2 separate regions of the Ovis aries genome follow, and region 2 is linked to region 1. A link is a contact called in public Hi-C data. All regions are on one chromosome and are shown on one strand. The core of a region is the stretch at or near the end of the contact, and the rest is flanking DNA. Distances in the headings are between cores, read along the strand shown.

The links. A called contact is a pair of places that touch in the nucleus more often than the background predicts.
Region 2: a Hi-C map of hypothalamus shows a contact between it and region 1, with 2.7 times the contacts expected there. The contact joins the promoter of ANKRD12 here to the enhancer-like site in region 1. A contact is called at or near these places in 14 of 16 Hi-C or Micro-C datasets (blood, hypothalamus, liver and 6 more).

The regions. Positions count from the first base shown.
Region 1 is chr23:41,900,645-41,904,178 of ARS-UI_Ramb_v3.0, reverse strand. No RefSeq gene overlaps it. Among named protein-coding and RNA genes, the nearest start is that of NDUFV2, 27 kb to the left of the region's middle. Within about 2 kb of position 1,303, at least 12 of the 54 cell types and tissues checked have an H3K27ac peak or open chromatin away from gene starts, as enhancers often do. A contact at or near this core is called in hypothalamus, where this site is marked.
Region 2 is chr23:41,950,082-41,953,475 of ARS-UI_Ramb_v3.0, reverse strand. ANKRD12 (ankyrin repeat domain 12) reads right to left here and starts at 1,748. Exons shown (of 13, transcript XM_060405238.1): 1 at 1,431-1,748.

The sequences.
Region 1 (3,534 bases), core at 54-2,553:
TGTACCACAGCTTTCTTATCCATTCGTCTGCTGATGGACATCTAGGTTGCTTCCATGTCCTGGCTATTATAAACAGTGCTGCGATGAACATTGGGGTACACGTGTCTCTTTCAATTCTGGTTTCCTCGGTGTATATGCCCAGCAGTGGGACTGCTGGGTCATAAGGCAGTTCTATTTTCAGTTTTTTTAAGGAATCTTCACACTGTTCTCCATAGTGGCTGTACTAGTTTGCATTCCCACCAACAGTGTAAGAGGGTTCTCTTTTCTCCACATCGTCTCCAGCATTTACTGCTTGTAGACTTTTGGATAGCAGCCATTCTGACGGGCGTGAAATGGTACCTCATTGTGGTTTTGATTTGCATTTCTCTGATAATGAGTGATGTTGAGCATCTGTATATCTTCTTTGGAGAAATGTCTGTTTAGTTCTTTGGCCCATTTTTTGATTGGGTCGTTTATTTTTCTGGAATTGAGCTACAGGAGTTGCTTGTATATTTTTGAGATTAGTTGTCAGTTGCTTCATTTGCTATTATTTTCTCCCATTCTGAAGGCTGTCTTTTCACCTTGCTTATGGTTTCTTTTGTTGTGCAGAAGGTTTTAATATTAATTAGGTCCCATTGTTTATTTTTGCTTTTATTTCTAATATTCTGGGAGGTGGGTCATAGAGGATCCTGCTGTGATTTATGTTGGAGAGTGTTTTGCCTATGTTCTCCTCTAGGAGTTTTATAGTTTCTGGTCTTAGGTTTAGATCTTTCATCCATTTTGAGTTTATTTTTGTGCATGGTGTTAGGAAGTGTTCTAGTTTCATTATTTTACAAGTGGTTGACCAGTTTTCCCAGCACCACTTGTTAAAGAGATTGTCTTTTCTCCATTGTATATTCTTGCCTCCTTTGTCAAATATAAGGTGTCCATAGGAGCATGGGTTTATCTCTGGGCTTTCTATTTTGTTCCATTGATCTATATTTCTGTCTTTGTGCCCACAGTATTTCTTAAATGTTACATTGAAGGGGCAGAATTAAAGCTTCACAGCACATGCTAACTTTGCAAATTGTTAATAAATACAGACATTATGCTGCATCTGTATTGCCACAAGGGAACAACTAAGATATTACTAATTTTAAATGCCAAGCTGTCAGCAAGAATGAAGCTGAAATCCAGGGATGTTCCAAGAAAAGGCAGAAACATGCCTGGAGCACTGAGTAAACTTTCAGGCTGAATTGATGTGACTCACTGGACAACCCTGGGTTTCTAAATTCTTTTGCAGCCTACGTGTCAGGAAGAATAAGGGCTACTCTTGTTCTGTACCGCCACCTAGTGGACAATGACACCCAGGCTCCGGCACATTGCTCGCCCGTTAGGTAAGGAACTGATGAATACTGTTTGGGACAAAGAAGATGAATTGCCCTTTGAGTTTTAGTTTCGGTTTGGATTTCAAAATGTCTGGTTAGTGAAGCAAATGTGGTATTTCATCATCTTTGATCAGCCCGTAGGAAAGAATAAGCAGCATTATAAGCTGCATCTTTTCTTCTTTTCAAGCATTAAAAATACATAAAGGTGTTCTCTCCACCGAGTTGCCATTAATAATTAATTTTAAAAAATCTCTTTTTGTCCTCCTTCTCCAGCTCTTGCTACCTATTTCATAAGTCTTTGATACCAGCTGCAACAACTCAACCGTTTGTTTTAAAGCAAAAACAATTCAGGTCCCCTTGCAAAGTATTTCAAATTGTGGGAGCAACACATGAGTGAATCCTGACATCAATACAGGGGGTCTTGCCCAGAATTAACAAATAAAATATTCATTTTTTGAGGCGTCTCCGCACTGTTTTCCACGACACGACCGCACTTCTGTGAGAAATAATCCAAGACAGTCGGACTCCCAGAAGCAGGAGGGGTGAGGCGGAGGTCAAGTTTCAGTTACAGGAGATGAGGACGTTCCAGAGATCTGCTGACCAACACTGTGTTTGTAGTTAACCACACCATATTGTTCACTGAGCATTTTAAGAGGGTAGATGTCATGTTACGTGTTATCACAATAAAAAAGGGATCATTCAGGAGGACTATGAACAACAAAGAAAAAAAGAAAGAAAAACAGACTAGCTTGGAATCTAAAATGTCAACCAGCCTCCAACATGTATGGTGAATGTAATTTTCTGAAAACTGTTACACGCATATGTGTTATATGTCTTCTGTCGTGAGGTAAAGGGCTTTTCATCCTGTGGGACAAGTTCAAGAAAGTTCAAAAGGCTCTGCTCTGTTGTTCTTGAAAAACACCCAAATTACAGGTAAAAATCTGTTATATTGCAAATTGATTAGGGTTCCTTGTATGTAAACAGCTTCACTGTTTCTGAAATAGGCGGTTTAAGATGCCCTGAGGCAGGTAACCATCAGCATCCAGAGCGCAGAAGTGGAACTCTGTCGGCCAATGTACCCTTTGTCTTTGATGTGAGGACGTGCCAGATGGTCTGGAAGCCTTGGTGATGGGGCCCAGCCTCTGGAGCCGGACAACCATGGTTTTGAATTCCGAAGCAGATGATTCTCACTGTATGTCAGCCTCTGTGGTCTCAGTGTCCTAATTTGAATGTGAAACTGTTCACGCTTACTGCGTGGAGCTGTCGTGAGAAGCACATGGCCAATGCACACCAGTGTGCCCAGCACATGCAGCTGAAGGTGAAAGCTGCTCAGTCGTGTCTGACTCTTTTCGACCCAATGGACTATACAGTCCATGGAATTCTCTAGGCCAGAATATTGAAGTGGGTAGTCTTTCCCTTCTCCAGGGGATCTTCACAACCCAGGGATCAAACTCAGGTCTCCCGCATTGCAGGCGGATTCTTTACCAGCTGAGCCACAAGGGAAGCCCAAGAATACTGGAGTGGGGAGCCTGTCCCTTCTCCAGTGGATCTTTGGTAGAAACAGCCAGTGTTGCACTGGCATCTTTTCAAACAGTTCTTGTCTTTCTTATGGCTCCAGATTTCTACAGCTTAGAACTGCAAATATCCCTATAAGAATTTAAAACCCAACTCCCAATCAGGATCGCTTCTCCAGAGCAGGCCAATGAGAGCCTGAACTCTGCATTCTTTATGATTGTGTTTATTATAAGTCTCAGTGGAAGTGTTTTCCTTGTTTCTGCAGGGCCACATGTTACCAGAGAACATGGGTCTCTCATGGTTTTTCTTCTCAAAGTGGGATACCATCCTGGGGGGAGTGACCACCCAAGTGGAACCACGGTGTCTCTGTGAGCAGAGCAGGCCTGGAGAGAAGGTGAGGACCCATCTTCTTTGTTTGCTTTAAACCGAGGGGGAACTGACATGGAACATGACATCAGTGTCTGGTGTGCACCACAGTGACTCACAGTTGTAAATATGTGAGACCGTCACCACGGTGCGTCTAGTTACCATCCATCACCACATGAAATCACACATCTTTCTTCTTGTGATGAGAACTCTGAAAGATTCATTCTCTCAGTAACTTCCAAACATACAGCACACTATTGTTAGCTGTAATCATACGCCGTGTTTCCATCCTCAGGACTCATCTACA
Region 2 (3,394 bases), core at 499-2,998, 49 kb before region 1:
TTGCCAAACAAAATTCAAGCTTTTCTCCCCTTCACAGTATCAGAGAACTAAAGTCAAAGACTGCACAACATACTTCCACCTATTAAGTTCTTTCCTCATCTCAATATTTTTTTCTCTTCCTCAGTCTTCATGGAATACACACCCAGGGATTTCCACTTTCCCAGTTCTGCCTGTTCATAAAACCATCTTAACAACCATGGAAACCAGAGCGCGTAAGATCATTATAGGCCTCTTTCTCTTTTCCTTTCATGAATGCTACTTAGTTAGGTTTTACTTCATTTTAACACCTTGCCTGTCCTTAAAATAGAACACATATCCTGAATAGTTAATCTTGACCTTACTTACTCAACCATTCGCAGACCTTTAGAAATTGTTAGTCCTTGTGTCAACTATAAAAATTTTTTTAGTAAACCTTCCCCCTCTTGCCTAGGACACATTTCGAATGTTTACAGGTTTTTGCGTTTAGCCCAAATTAAAGACTTTCCCCAACAAGCTTAGTTAATATAACGACTTGATCTTACACAGTCGACACTATCTCATTTTGTTTTTTAAGCCTCTTGGCAACAATACAGCATATGTTCTGCCAGTTCTGAGCTAATCTCCAGGAAAGCCTTTGTATAACGATTGAAGAAACTGAAACAGATCAGTGCCCAAGATTTTTAAGAGCCTACACGAGCATATGTTTTTAATCAGCAGTCAATTTATTTTAAAATAGCTATTTCACCAGTTCGCCTTCTTCCATTAAGCCGTTTTAAAATAAAAAAGGACACACGACCGGGAACACAGGTTCAGGTCAAGTTCAGGACCAGAGGCTTTTCCGAAGCGTTGGGGATGCCGGGGTCTGTATCCCGTCACCCCGTCCACGGGTTGGCCGCGGGTGTCTAGTGGACATCACACTCTCGACCTCTACGCCGCTTGAAGCGTTCCCTACGGCTTCAACGGGTTCAAAAGTGTCAACTTCCCGTCCCAAACTGTTTCTTACTGTTATTATTAAAACAGCTGTCAGCTGGGCTCCGGTGACCTCTTTGTACAACCGTTTATTCAACGCTTTGGGATCCTCGAGAATGCGTCACGGCGGGTTACCCTCGAACGAGCTCCGAGAGCCCGACGGCCCGCGGGTCCGCGAGCACCGGCCCCGCTCACCCGCGCCGCCCTCCCGGCCTCACTCGGTCCCGGCGGCTCAGACTAGGCGCGCCCCCGCTCCGCCCCGCCCCGCCCCGCTCCGGCGGCGCCCCCGGCCGCGCACACCCGCTCCCCGCCCGCCCGCTCGCACACGCGCCGCGGCCCCGCCATGTTCCGGGAGCGGCGCGGCCGCCCGCCCGGCCCCCGCCCCCCCGGTCCCCGCCCGGCCGCTCCCGCCGCGCCCCGGCTCCGGCGCTCCCGGCGGGCGGCCCGTCCTGTCAGCGCGGCGGGGCGGGGCGCGTCCTTACCTCGCTCTGGGGAGGAGACGGGAGCGGGCGCGACTGAGGGGCTCCTCCCGGGCGCCGGGGCCGGGGCTCGAAACCGCGCCCCTCCTTCCTCCTCGCCTGTCGCCACGCCCCCCTCGCCCGCACAGACCCCAGGCACGGCCGGCGCGGGAGGGTCTACCCCCGGGACGAAGGCCTCGGCTCCGCCGTCGCTGTCGTGCTCTCCGCCACCGCCGCCGTAACCGCCGCGAACGCTGCCGAGGCCGGGCTCGAAAACATCTCCGGTCTCCGCCGTCCCTCACCACAGCCTGCTCGCTCCCAGGACGGCGCCGCCCGGCGATTGGCCGTGGCGCGGGCACGTGACGCGCGGGCACGGGACGGGCAGCGTGAGCGCCCCGCCCCCGGCCCGCCGCCCCTTCCGTCCGCCCGCCCCGCCCGCGGCCCGCGGCTCTAGAGGCGCCGGGAGAAGCTTCCCGAGCCGGGGGCGGGGGTCGGGGCGTACCAAGTGGACGCGGGGCAATGGGGTCGGCGGCGGACCGGGCGGAGCCCCGCGTCGCCGTCTCCCCTCCGCCGGCTCCGACCCCAGAAGGCAGGGGCTGAGGGAGCGAGGGAGTAGCGCAGGCGCCGCCTCGCCTTGCGCAGTGGCCACCACCGTGGCTTGACTGGAAACTTCTGGAAATGGCGACGGCGACGAGGAAGAAGAGGCTCTGTCTACGTAGGGTATTCACACGTTTTTGTTTTGCTGGGGCGGGCGGACGAATTTGCCAGCTGGGACCCGGGAGACCGACGCTGCGCCCCCAGCTGGAGGCGGAGGCGGGTGTCTGCCCGGCCCGCGGCCCGCGGCGCGCGGTGGGCCCGGGGCGTCGGGAGAGGCGGGCACCCGCTTCCGCGCACTGCGCCTGCGCGCCGGCCGGCCGCACCTGCGGGAGCCCGGGGACCAGCGGGGCCGCGACGCGCCCTCACCTGCGCCAGGTGGGCCTGGGCCCGTCCCGAAAGCACATCCACGTGCACCTGCCCCCAGGTCCGCACGCACTGTGCAGTACGCCCTCCCCCAGTCACACGTTCGGATAACCTTTATAGACAAATTTCGGTGCATTTTCCCCCAACCGCTCGGGGCACTGCCAGCTGGAGAACTGCGCAAAGGAAAAGTCACCGCCTCGGCAGCCCCGCTGCTGGCAGTCTGACTTCCTCTGGAGGTTAATCCGCGACAGTCTGTACTTGCCCTTATTTAACCACCGAGGGGATTACATAATCGAAGGGAAACCATTTTATTCTGAGTTGCTTCTGGTGACTTTTTATTTACAAGGAGGTTAATCCGCGACAGTTTGTGCATGCCTTTATCTAACCATCAGAGGGCCCTCATCGTTGTGGCCTCTCAACTACAGCATGGGTTTGTGACTTACTGAAGTTACGAGTTTGTCATTAATCAGCAGATGAGCTATTTCAGACGACAGAGAAAGCTACATCCCAGCATTTAACTATATAAAACATAAGCTTGCATTAAAGATCACTGTTTTTTCCTTTCCTACATTTCTCCCATCTTTAAATACATCAGGTTCAAAATGAGTAGTAAGACTGCACCTTGTGGCTAGAAGTGGAACACTGTTACATTTAAGTTGGATATTTATGGCATGAAGTAACAAATACTAAAAATTTATAACCAACTCGTCTGACTTCTCAAGTGGTTGAGTTGGTTCTCATTTAACTCGCTGTAACAACAATAGCAATAACTATTTCTACAGCAGTACAAGCCTCAGTTAAAAATTGAAAGCAAATCTTCAATTTGCTGAAATCAGTTAACCATAATTTATGGCAATAACTACATGCACAGCCTTGTTACTTAAAAATCAGATTACGTGGGTAATTATGATCCAAGGCATTGTACTGACTACTAATGAATAAGGACACTATCTGTACAAAGTTCATTGTAGAAGTTTGTAAAATTTCTACAAGTTGCAAAAAATTTTAAACTCCTATTAAAGATTATA